2 separate regions of the Anser cygnoides genome follow, and region 2 is linked to region 1. A link is a contact called in public Hi-C data. All regions are on one chromosome and are shown on one strand. Each heading gives the region's core, a stretch centred on a gene start, on an enhancer-like site or on the middle of the called end of the contact. The rest is flanking DNA. Distances are from core to core; before and after follow the strand shown.

Region 1 (5,730 bases), core at 2,180-4,679:
TTTATGTATTTTACCTCTAAGGTGCTTCTTCCTGACCTTCTTAGAGCTTATTTTACTTCTTTTGCCTTCAGGCTAATACACTGAGAACCTATAAACAGGGAAATAGCCAGCCCAAACTGGTAGAGGTTTCCTAGGTCCCAGAAGGACCAAGGAGCCTCGTGCTAAGGTCACATTTCTCCAGCAGAAGAGGTTAGGGAGACAGACTCACCAACAGAAGGTATAATTGTTTCTTCAATGTTTAATTATCTTCTTTTTTCCACCTTGTGTTTGATTTCATATCCATAAAAGGAAATTAGACCACAACAGCTACAGCAGCACCAAATCATTTTAGTGACTCCCTTTAACTTTCCTCAAAGGGATTCAAAGGCATCAAGTAAAAGGGAAGGAAAACAGAGAGCAAGTAAGAATGAGTTTTCCTATGCAACAGGAAACCTATCCTACAAAAGGAAAGCAGTGAAATGAACTCCTTTCTTTTCCTGGAAAGTTCACTTTTCAGATGCTTTCCCCTCTTCCCTCACTCCCTTGCTATAAAACAGGCCGAGCTCCCTGTGCCCACAGGCCTGTTTCCCAGGTACCTGCGGAGGCCTGAGGCTGGCTGGCTGAATGTGCCACTAGGCCAGGGCAGGCACGTTGACAGCTTGTGCCCCTGCCCTGCCAAACTACTTATAGCAGTACTCCCTATTTCTAAATCCCGGAATCCCAGGCAGAACTTTGGGAACGATCTCGTTTCAAGAAGAAGACCCTGAAGTGGCCTAAAGTACAAACCTCTCAAGGTAGTGGCTCTTGCTTCCTGCAGAACATCACTCTCTACTCATGAGGCAAGCTATGTTTTGTCTCATATAAGTGACCAAATAACCTCACTCCATGGCACGACAGCACCTCTTGGGACATAGGTGTGCTGCTGGGAGAGACTGCTACAAGCAGCCACAGCACACTTCTCTGCTACTGCTTCAGGCAAAGAGGAAACGGGGATGTTGGGCCAGAGTGTTTAAACAGCCCCCAGGAGGAAGAAAAATTGAAGAAGGGATGTAAGTAGATCCAATAGCACACTCATATACCCTGATAGAGAGAAGACCTTTCCTATAAAGTGTTAGGTTTCATCAGAAAACCCACCAGTCTTGCACCAGACTCAATGTCGTAGCACATTTCACAATGAACTCCAAAAAAATAAAAGAAAAATAAAGTGTTTGAGCAAACATAGGAAGAGATCAGCCTTCTTTTACAAAGGCTGCAGTGCAAACCTGCAGCCAGGCTAAATAACAGCACCCTAACAAGTTGCTTGTGAACTACAGTTTACTTAAAAACATTTCATGAAACACTGGCTCCCAAAACACCAGACATTGCCTCACACCTACCTGGTGCTGTCTTCTAGTAGGAAAGACTCTCAAAACCCCCAAAAAGACAACCAGGCAGAACTGACCCCACTGGCTGAACACCCCAGGTGCAACCAGCATCCACATACTCACTCTCAAAAGCAGATGCTGATAAATTAGAGAAGTGGCAATCACACCAGGTGATCCTCATGATCATAACCCACCAAATCCACTCAAAAAGGTAGAGACAAAGAAATTCACAAAACCTGTAAATTTGGCCTTCACAACACCATCACAGAAAAATAATAATAATAAAAAGATAATAAAAAAAATCTGAGAAATCATCATGATGCTAAAACAGCTTATCCCTCTGCTGCCCTCCAGCCCACCATCAGCTGCTGATTACCTCCCAGGGCAGCCATCTGAGCCGCCACAGACCCTGCAGCCTTCACCCAGGGGCCTGCGAACAGCCACCCCAACCCCTGCCCCTGTCAGTGGGACTCTGCTCAGGCCCAGGCAGCCACCCCAGCAGGTGGTCCTGGCAGGGCAGAGGGGCTCAAAACGCCTAGAGAAGGGGTTTTGACACACTGCACTGGGGCTGGGGAATGAGGCCTGAAGACTAATGAGAGCCAAGGGGAGAGGGGTGAGGCGAGGCAGCCCCCAGCAGCAGGCAGTGGTAGCCCTGGGACAGCAGTGCTGGCTGCGCAGTCACGGCCCAGCCCCATGGGCACGCTGGCCTTCTGGTTTTGTCCAAGACACGGACTTTGTACGTTCATGAAAGTAAACAAAACAGCCCTGACAAAACCTACCTCATCTTCCGCCCTTAACTGGAATATCCTGTGAGACAGCTTTCAACCGATCGCTCGGTGTGGCAGGGATCACGGTGCAATTGTTCGTCACAGCAGTGGGGAACAACCAGCGACAGCTTCCTAGTGTGGGACTGCTGCCTCATGAAAGTATACATGTGCTTTATGACAGGACAGGCTCTGGTCGTGGATTTGCTTGGCTCTTTCCCCTGTTCCTGCTTGATTGGGACTTAAGTTAACTGTAGAAAGACGGTGTAGGGAGATTTTGCGAACGACCTGTGTGTCCCTGTGGTGCATTGCCACCACAGTCTGTCCTGCCGCACCGCGGGGCCTGGTGCCACCAGCTGCCTGATACAGAAAAACCCCAGGTCAGGCAATGCTTCGAATTCCTCCCCTTTGCCTCCTGGCCTCTGACACAGGGCACACTCTGCCCTTCTGTTGGCATGAGCAGCCAGATCTTCTTGGTGGAAACCGAGGGCCCTCGAGCCATTTTGAGGCTGCCAGACAAGGAGATAACCTGCCTCTTCAACCCGTGTTTTTAGGGCGGGGATGAGCCCAGGCAGTGGCTGCAGGCTGCTGGTGTTGGAGAGCCAGACCAAGGCTCCACAAGCGTCAACGCACACTGTCCTGCTTGCACACACGCGGGTGCGGGTGACAGCTGGGTGCTGTGGCCTAAGGTTTCCCTCCCCTCCAGCTCTGTTTCTTTATCTAAGAACCAGGCTTAGGCATACGGCAAATATTATGTCCCTATTCGGTCAATGAGCTAATCAAAGGTATGAGAGAAATATTAAATAAAGAAGCTCTGGTTTTATTTCGTTCCCCAGAGAGATCAGAAAGGAAAGCAGTGGCCACCAGGTGGCACACCCGCCCCACAGGCCAGCCTGGTGGCGCACGGCCCCTGCCCAGCCCGGGTAGTCCCGACCGGGCTATGGGGACAGCCACCCCCTCCTAGCTCCTACCGGGACGTTTAAGAGATTGTGGGAACAGCAGACAGTAAATTATGACAACGCTGTTTCAACTGCTGCAGGAGAAAACTCCTTGATCTCATCCCTACCAAAAAAGTACCCCTCCTCAAAATTCTTACCTGGATAACATCCAAGCCCTAAACACAGCACAACTTTTGATTTCTCAAATGAAAAATGTAAGCATGCCTAACACAGATTTGGTTAAGGTGTGTTTTCAATAACACCACCATGGATAAAATAAAATGTCTAGGGACAAATGCCATTAGTTACTTGTGAGCTACGCCTTCCACTCTCCTCACCACACCAGGCTGGGGTTCAGATAGAGCACTTGTACCCATGACTCACATAGCACACCCAGACTAGCTCCATGAAGCACACCAGATAAGATTAATGAAAGTTAGTAATAGCTGTTTAAATTTTAATGCTTCTGGCAGAGGTTAAGTAAACATGAAAGATTCTCTGAGTCACCAACAATGCGGAATTAAATAGGCAGAGTCCTTACTTCAGCATCAGGGTCTTCCCCCACAGACCCAGGACAAAGAACAACCCACAACACCCACGGACTGTTGAAAGATTTCTGCTGTATGCGCTACAGTTAACCGGCAGGAATTGTACTGCAAGTATTTCGGTAGAATTGAATTCAGCAGAAAATGCTAAAGGTCAAACAGCTGGAGCTGAGACGAAGTCTGATTGCTTGCCATCTTTAAAGCTCTGCCAGTGCTTTTCCTAACACTAGAAGTTAAATATGAGTGTACATAAGAAATCTGGATGATCTTACTGAATCTGTAAGAAACACCCCACATTCTAACAGTATTTTTTAGAAGTGCATATTATTTTTCCAGAAATTGCTGTGCATGACATTTTTGCCTCTTTTATATGAGTGTTAGTATCATACTCACAGCTAAAGCAAAAGCTAGTTACACACTAAGCTCACAAAAAATGAATTTAGTTGTTTTTTGCTTTCCATTTTACCGAACCTGTATAAAGACTGACAACCCTAAGGCAGGCCCAGGAACTTTGTAATAAGGGAAACATCACTACAACACAACGAACACACACACACTACAGTAACTGATGCGCTTTATGTTTTTATTCCTATTCCAGATCAGGAACAAAAATATTCCATGGCAAAGGGAGGCTGACGAACACATTAGAACAGCTTGCAACAAATACAGCCTTTTCATGCCACAGAAGAACCCAACCAGATTTTTTCTTTGGGTTTTCCTTTTTGGTAGTTCACAGGAAGCATTTGTACCTGCTGTTAAATCACTGCTGCCACAGGTGAGACCCAGGATGTTTTTTTTTTTAATCAACAATTAGTGGCTTACCTTGCATAGAATTGCTCCTGTCTTCGCTGACTGATATAAGGAAGCAAGGACCTTTTACGTAAACAGGGTTGAATCATTTGCACATTGCAGTCTTATCTGTTCAGTTCTACTTCCTGTAAAAGTGCAGTCACTGTAGGTTCAAACACAGCACCCTGTGCCAGCACACAGAGCACTGCCAGTAGCAAGCCAAGCGCCAGAACAGGACATTAGAGGGCAGTATGCGCACTCTGTTGCTACCTGGCTTTATTCCAGCAATACCCAAGGGAAAGTTAAAAACCTAGGCCCCAGTGTTTGGGTGTGAAAGGCTTCCACGCCCAAAGGAATTCCAAACAAGTTTCCTGGTTTCTTAAGACTGTAGTGCACAAAAAGCAGATTTAAGAATATATTACACCAAGCTGATCTGTGAGTGCAATGTTAGTTGATAAAACCTGGAAAATTTCTGCAAAATAGGAAGAATAAACGTTTGAGTCACTCAGTAAGTTGTGGGGAGGATGTAATTTCATATGCAAGGAGTTTTACTTAGCAAAGTTGATTACATCTCCTTGCAATGTGCACACAGACAACCACTATTCCAGCTGTACCAGGGAAGAATGCAATGCTATAGTTCACACAAACAAGATGCACATCCATCTTCAGGTCACTATCTCAAGTGCTTTATTTTGCTCAGAACAACAGCTGCGGAAAGTCTGGCTAGTACTGAAAGTTATCATTAAGGCTTTTCACATTTTCTAATAAAGTGAAGCTATTTAAACTACCACCATTCCTTACCACAAAACTCCAGTTACACCACTAGCTTCTGTAACATACTTGAAAAGAAAGTTTGAAAGCCATTTCTATAAGCCTTACTTGTGAGATGCCAAGAGATAAGACACCAAACTTCTTTTTCTTACTTAAGGTAGCAATTTATGACAATATTTTAGGAAGCTCAACATTTTCACAGTTAACTACTGCAGAGCTCTTGTAATTCTCCCATTGCCTATCAGCATTGTAACAAAGGGAACTGCTTAAGGTTTCTAGGCTAACGACCAGTGAAGTGATGCACATGGAAACAGTAAAATAAATGTGTTCAGGCTTTCCATACCTAATTTGTAGGAAGAAGCAAAGAGAAACTCGGAAGATCTGCTTTTGTTTCATTTGGCTGTTACGTAACCTCAAGAACAATGGATAGAGATGAGCGAACAGTGAAAAAAGGGCTAGGGTAGTTGGTTCCTGAAAGACCAAGTGTCAGACCACTACAGCCTTATCAAAACCCTCCAAAAAACAGAGCAACAACAGTACCGTAGCCATCGTTGGTTTAAGGATGCAAGGCATCGCTCAT
Region 2 (4,962 bases), core at 1,714-4,213, 64 kb after region 1:
TTTTCCATCAGCATCTGCTTATGGCCACAGTCAAACTCGATGGACTGTGGTGAGGCCCAGGACAACTGCTCTCCTGGTCTTTATTTTGAACTCGCCCTTAAGATGAGCTGTCCCCTGTTTCCCAGTAGCTTATTATTAGAACTGGGTAGCATGAGGCACTGGGGACTGCGTCTTGGCTGCATTCATTGACATTTCTTTCATGGGGAGAGCTCCGTGCTGGCAAGCACAGCACTATTGCTTCTGGGGGGAGGTGTTTTTCGGTTTATTTGTTTTTGGTTTTGTTTTCCTGTGGCTGTTCCCATTCCATTGGGGATGCAACACTGAGCTCATCTTGGGAGGCGTCCGGGCGCGTGCCACATTTAGAGACAGCCACCTGTTTGGGAACATCAAGTGAAGAGCACACTCCAGCAAAGCCACCCCTGCTGGCTCTGCAGCAGCAGGCTCTCCACTGCCTAAATCTGTGTGTGGCCACCAACGGGGGGGCCGGTGCCTGGAGGTGGTCAGACCCAGTCGCTCAGGAACGCTTTGAGCTGTACTCCCTCTGCCCAGGAATCACAAAGTATTTTGAGCAGCTGCAAGGTGGAATTGAAGCACGTGTGTGATGAGTGGCCTAAGCTCCACATGGGCAATACATAAGTGCTATTTGAGGCTGAAGGGCTGAGGAATGTAGTGCTTGTTAACATATGCTGACCAACTGTTTTATTTAGTCAGCATTGTTAAATTTAGTTGCCTTAAAATAGATGTAAGATTAGCATAGAAGAAAGCAAAATGACTGCCCATTAAAGAAGAACCTTCAAAACAGACTAAAATGGATTGAGACCAAATTTATCTTTATGAATTTGTATTATTTTAAAATCATTAAGAAAAAACAATTTTCTAAATGGTGCAGCATTTAACATGTAGACCACAAGGCAGAATCATGATTCTGAGTAGCCTTAAAATTGAACCATGATTTTTTTTCTCCATTTTCTCAATTTATTTTTAACTAGAATGGCAATTTTCAAATAATAATAATAAAGTACTCCAATATTTGCTGTTTGTATTATAAGCTGATTTTCAGTTGAAATTTCTGACAAAATGTCTGAACATCCTGAATGACACCAGACTTCATTGTTTATTTCTCAGACTTGTACAGATGGTTGTTTCACTCTGGAGCATGAAGGGAACACACAGTCACCTGCAGTGAATGTGCCTAGTGTTCAGTTTTTTTTGTCAAAACACATTCTTTACACCACCAGCAAGTTGAAAGCATGTTGAAATAACTGAAAATTATAATAATTCCTAAAGGAGAGAAGCAGAAGGAACTAAAGATCCTTTGACTAATTGCCCATTGATTACAGCTAAAAGTAGGAATCTTTTAGCTGTGAAAAAGCTGAACAGAAAAGCCCAGTGGTCCTTCACTACCTTCAATCTGCTGTGAAAATCCTATCTACTTCCATGAACTTCTGACTTGGTGGTGAGAGTGGGAAACCTGCTTTCTCTTTTCCAGTTAAACCTTGTGACTATACTTGGAAATTAAAAAAAAATAAATTACGGACTTTTTTGTCTCAACACCATCACTTGATTTTAGACATTCTTCTAAGTGCAGATTTAAGACATCCTTTTAATGCCCATGGGGATATATGTTACATATTATCCTTCCATGTGTATTTCTAAATGCATTCTATGTATTAAAAAAAAAGAATGGTGGGAAAAAATGTATAGATAGCAGTGTGTACATATAGTAAGTAAAAGATGAACTTTCAGCCAAGATGAATAAAAATGCAAAGAGATTTGCTAATGCAACAGCTGATCTATAATATGGAGGTTAAATATAAAGAGTGAAAGACTGCAATCATTGAAACTAGAAATTTATCAAGTACTATCAATGGAATTTTCTGTATGCTACCAACATCAATTCAACAAATATGAACAGCACCTCAGAATAAGGTTTCATAGCATCTTCTTGAGGTGGAAGTGTGTGGGAGAGAGAGAATTTGCATTTAGGGACTTACCCAGTACACAGTGAAGTCAACAAACAGTGATTGTTTCTGTTATTGAGCAAACCTGTGCCAGCATCAGGACTTGTGCCACAGCTCGTGCCATATAACCCAAAGCAGTACCATAAACTGTCACTGCTTGTTCCTGTGGAACCAGTTATGTGCAGCTCCTCAGGAGCTACCAGGCAATTAAAGATAAATCTAGAATTAAAGCTGTATTCTATAAGACATTTTTCCTTATGACTTTATCAGAATTTTGATGGTCAGTCTCTTTAAATGAGTTAAATATAATTCATTATATACTACACATGATAACATTATATAATATATACTATAAATAAAGCAGGTTTGGCTGACTTTACATGATGTCTTTCATCCTGGAGGACTTTGAAGTGGTCAACAAACCGATTATTAAATATTTGTCTGCTATCAGCCACTGCTGATACAAAAGGCCAAGGCCAAGACCCTTTGGGTTGAAAGGTAAAATATTTTTATAAGTGCTGCACAATAAGCAACTCAGGGCACAAGATGTAAAACATCCTGCAAAAATTAAACTTGACAGTGAATTTAAAATAGGCAGGTTTAACAAGTGGAATATAGCCATATTAACAAGATTAATACCACCCCAGCAAAGAAATATGACACAATCACAGTTTGGGGCAAAAGGGTTACAGGCTGTACTAAAACCTGACTGGGTTATTTCAGCATTGTACTTCAAGTCCAATTGTAGGAGGACCTGAGCTACCTCATGAAGTGAATTTTTGCAAGGTGTTTGGGCCAGTAACTCCCAATGACTGTAGTCAAATGGAGCCTGCAATACTTGTTAAATTTACAGGAAGTTATATTTTTTCTACACCTATTTTGAGTATATTCAGAAATCACAACCTTTTACTTTTAACTACATCACTGTTTCCTATGCAAGTCTCAAAGTGTGGTAGGCCCTAAGCTCTTGCAGACTAAGACGTTACAAGGCAATAAGATATATTGCGCTGCTTTTTGTCACAAGCTTTCATACACGATTCTCCACAGCTTCATAGCCCAAGGCAAGAAAGACCTGTGGAGACTTGGTGTCCCTTGAGTACTGAATGCTGCACATTTTGCATACGGAAGCAAAGGGGACCAAACATTCCATGGCCAGGAAAGTCATTGTTATGGAATATCTGCAGAGGACTTTCACCTTGGCACGCATTTCTATACCACCTCTGAGTACATTCACAAGGCCAAATGCTGGTAAGCCACTGCTCTAACACAGCACTTCCATTAAGCAATCACAGATTACTTTAGAAGCATTAACTATACTTCATTCAACCACTGGGTAAGCCTAATTATCTACTTCTACAGATATTGTCTCCATGGTAAGAGGGAGGATAGCAGCATCCTGAAAGATACGGAGTGGCCCACAAAACTACATCCAAGTCAGTGTCAAGGATCACACATGGCCCACTGTAATGACCGGAGTGTATCTTCTGTAACAGAAGAGAAAAAAGTAAGCAAGTAGAAATGGGAACAATGCTGTATTTTAGTGGGTGGGGAGAAGGACTGAGTTTTCAGTTGAAAAAACACTGTTGTTGTTGTTGTTATTTGAGTTTTTCTGTATTGATTCATCAGAATACAAAACACACAAAATGTTACTTTCTGGTTTGAGAAGCAGCCAAAAATCCGCAAACAGCTATTGTAAAGACATGCCAATTGGCCATTTACAGAGCCTAATGCCATATGTTTTCCTATTTTTCTGGACTCAGATCTCTAGTAACAAAAAGTGGTTCTTGATTTATGAAAGAGATGAATGTAATACCCTGAAGGGTACTTTATCTCAGCTGCTGTAAATTCGATCTCTAAGAAATGAGATGATGTGAGTAAGGCAGAAGTACCAGCTTATGCCATCTGTGACCATGGCACTATTCTCTGCAGCCTGGAACAGCACAACATGTATTAATTTCTATTTTGCAGGAAAATTTTGGTTCACTGTATTCTTGGAAAAAGCAGATCTGCCTCCTTTGTGCTACCTTAACCTTATGATCTTCCATCTTCTTTCTCTGGGCAATGCTATCCAAGGAGTTATCCATTACTGAGGAACTTCAAGCGGAAGGTTCCTGAAACAGCTGCAGGACTTAGATATTGAACTAAGATACATACGGTATACACCTATGTAAATTCTTATGAAATAGAAGATCAAAGTGACAGGAAGAAATGTCAGACAGCCAGTCTGAATATGAGATAAAGATGAAAGGAATGTGACCTAAAGCTTTGGCATCAAACCTATGTTTCCCCTCTGTTTAGAGGACAGAGGGTTTTTCCAGTCACTACTCAAACATTTGGTTAAATGAAGGCAACAAATGTGCTAGACAGACCTCTAGAATATGCTCCCCATTTGCTGTCCCCTCTGTTTGCAAAGACTCATAAAACCTGACTTCAAGAGAAAGCAATCCCATGTTTGAAGTTAAAGCTCTTAAGAATAACCCTGGACTTAAAATGATGGTAACCTGTTTTGTTGCAGTGGGATCAACAAATGAAAAGGGAGGAAAATGTGGAAGTCCAGCACAGACAACAAGTTACCCAAATGGGGGACAGAGTTTTCCCACCCTGCTGACAATAGATGCTCAGTTCCCAAGGACTTCCCAGAGGTACCTTCCTGCCACCATGTCCTCTGTCCAGCTCAGTCTTAGCTTTATGGACCTGAGATTTACAGCAACGGATTGCCATAAATTAGCTCTTTTCTCAGAATGCCCTGTTCCCACCAAAATTCTCTTTAAGCAAGCTGTGCTGTGTCTTCAGTGCTAGCGAACACATAAAGAGCTGAGTTCCTTAATTTTACAGGAATATTTCATAAAGAAACTGCTCTTTCAACCCTACTCTGCTTGCTCAGAGCTTCTCCCATTAGCGTGTCTTCTGTCACTTTCTCACAAAGGAAAGGGGAGTGAAATGATAAAATGCTAATTAGATTTTTGAAATGAATGCAAATTAACAAGCAAAGCTACACCAC

The links. Hi-C and Micro-C count contacts between places; a contact is called where the count stands out from the background.
Region 2: a contact with region 1 is called in a Hi-C map of liver, with 3 times the contacts expected there. The contact joins the promoter of LOC106033034 here to the enhancer-like site in region 1. A contact is called at or near these places in 5 of 7 Hi-C or Micro-C datasets (fetal liver, granulosa cells and liver).

What each region holds. Positions count from the first base shown.
Region 1 is chr7:36,673,567-36,679,296 of Taihu_goose_T2T_genome, forward strand. No RefSeq gene overlaps it. Among named protein-coding and RNA genes, the nearest start is that of COMTD1, 18 kb to the left of the region's middle. Within about 2 kb of position 3,430, at least 1 of the 3 cell types and tissues checked has open chromatin away from gene starts, as enhancers often do. A contact at or near this core is called in liver, where this site is marked.
Region 2 is chr7:36,737,922-36,742,883 of Taihu_goose_T2T_genome, forward strand. LOC106033034 (dual specificity protein phosphatase 13B-like) reads left to right here and starts at 2,964. Exons shown (of 5, transcript XM_013176341.3): 1 at 2,964-3,209; 2 at 3,321-3,465.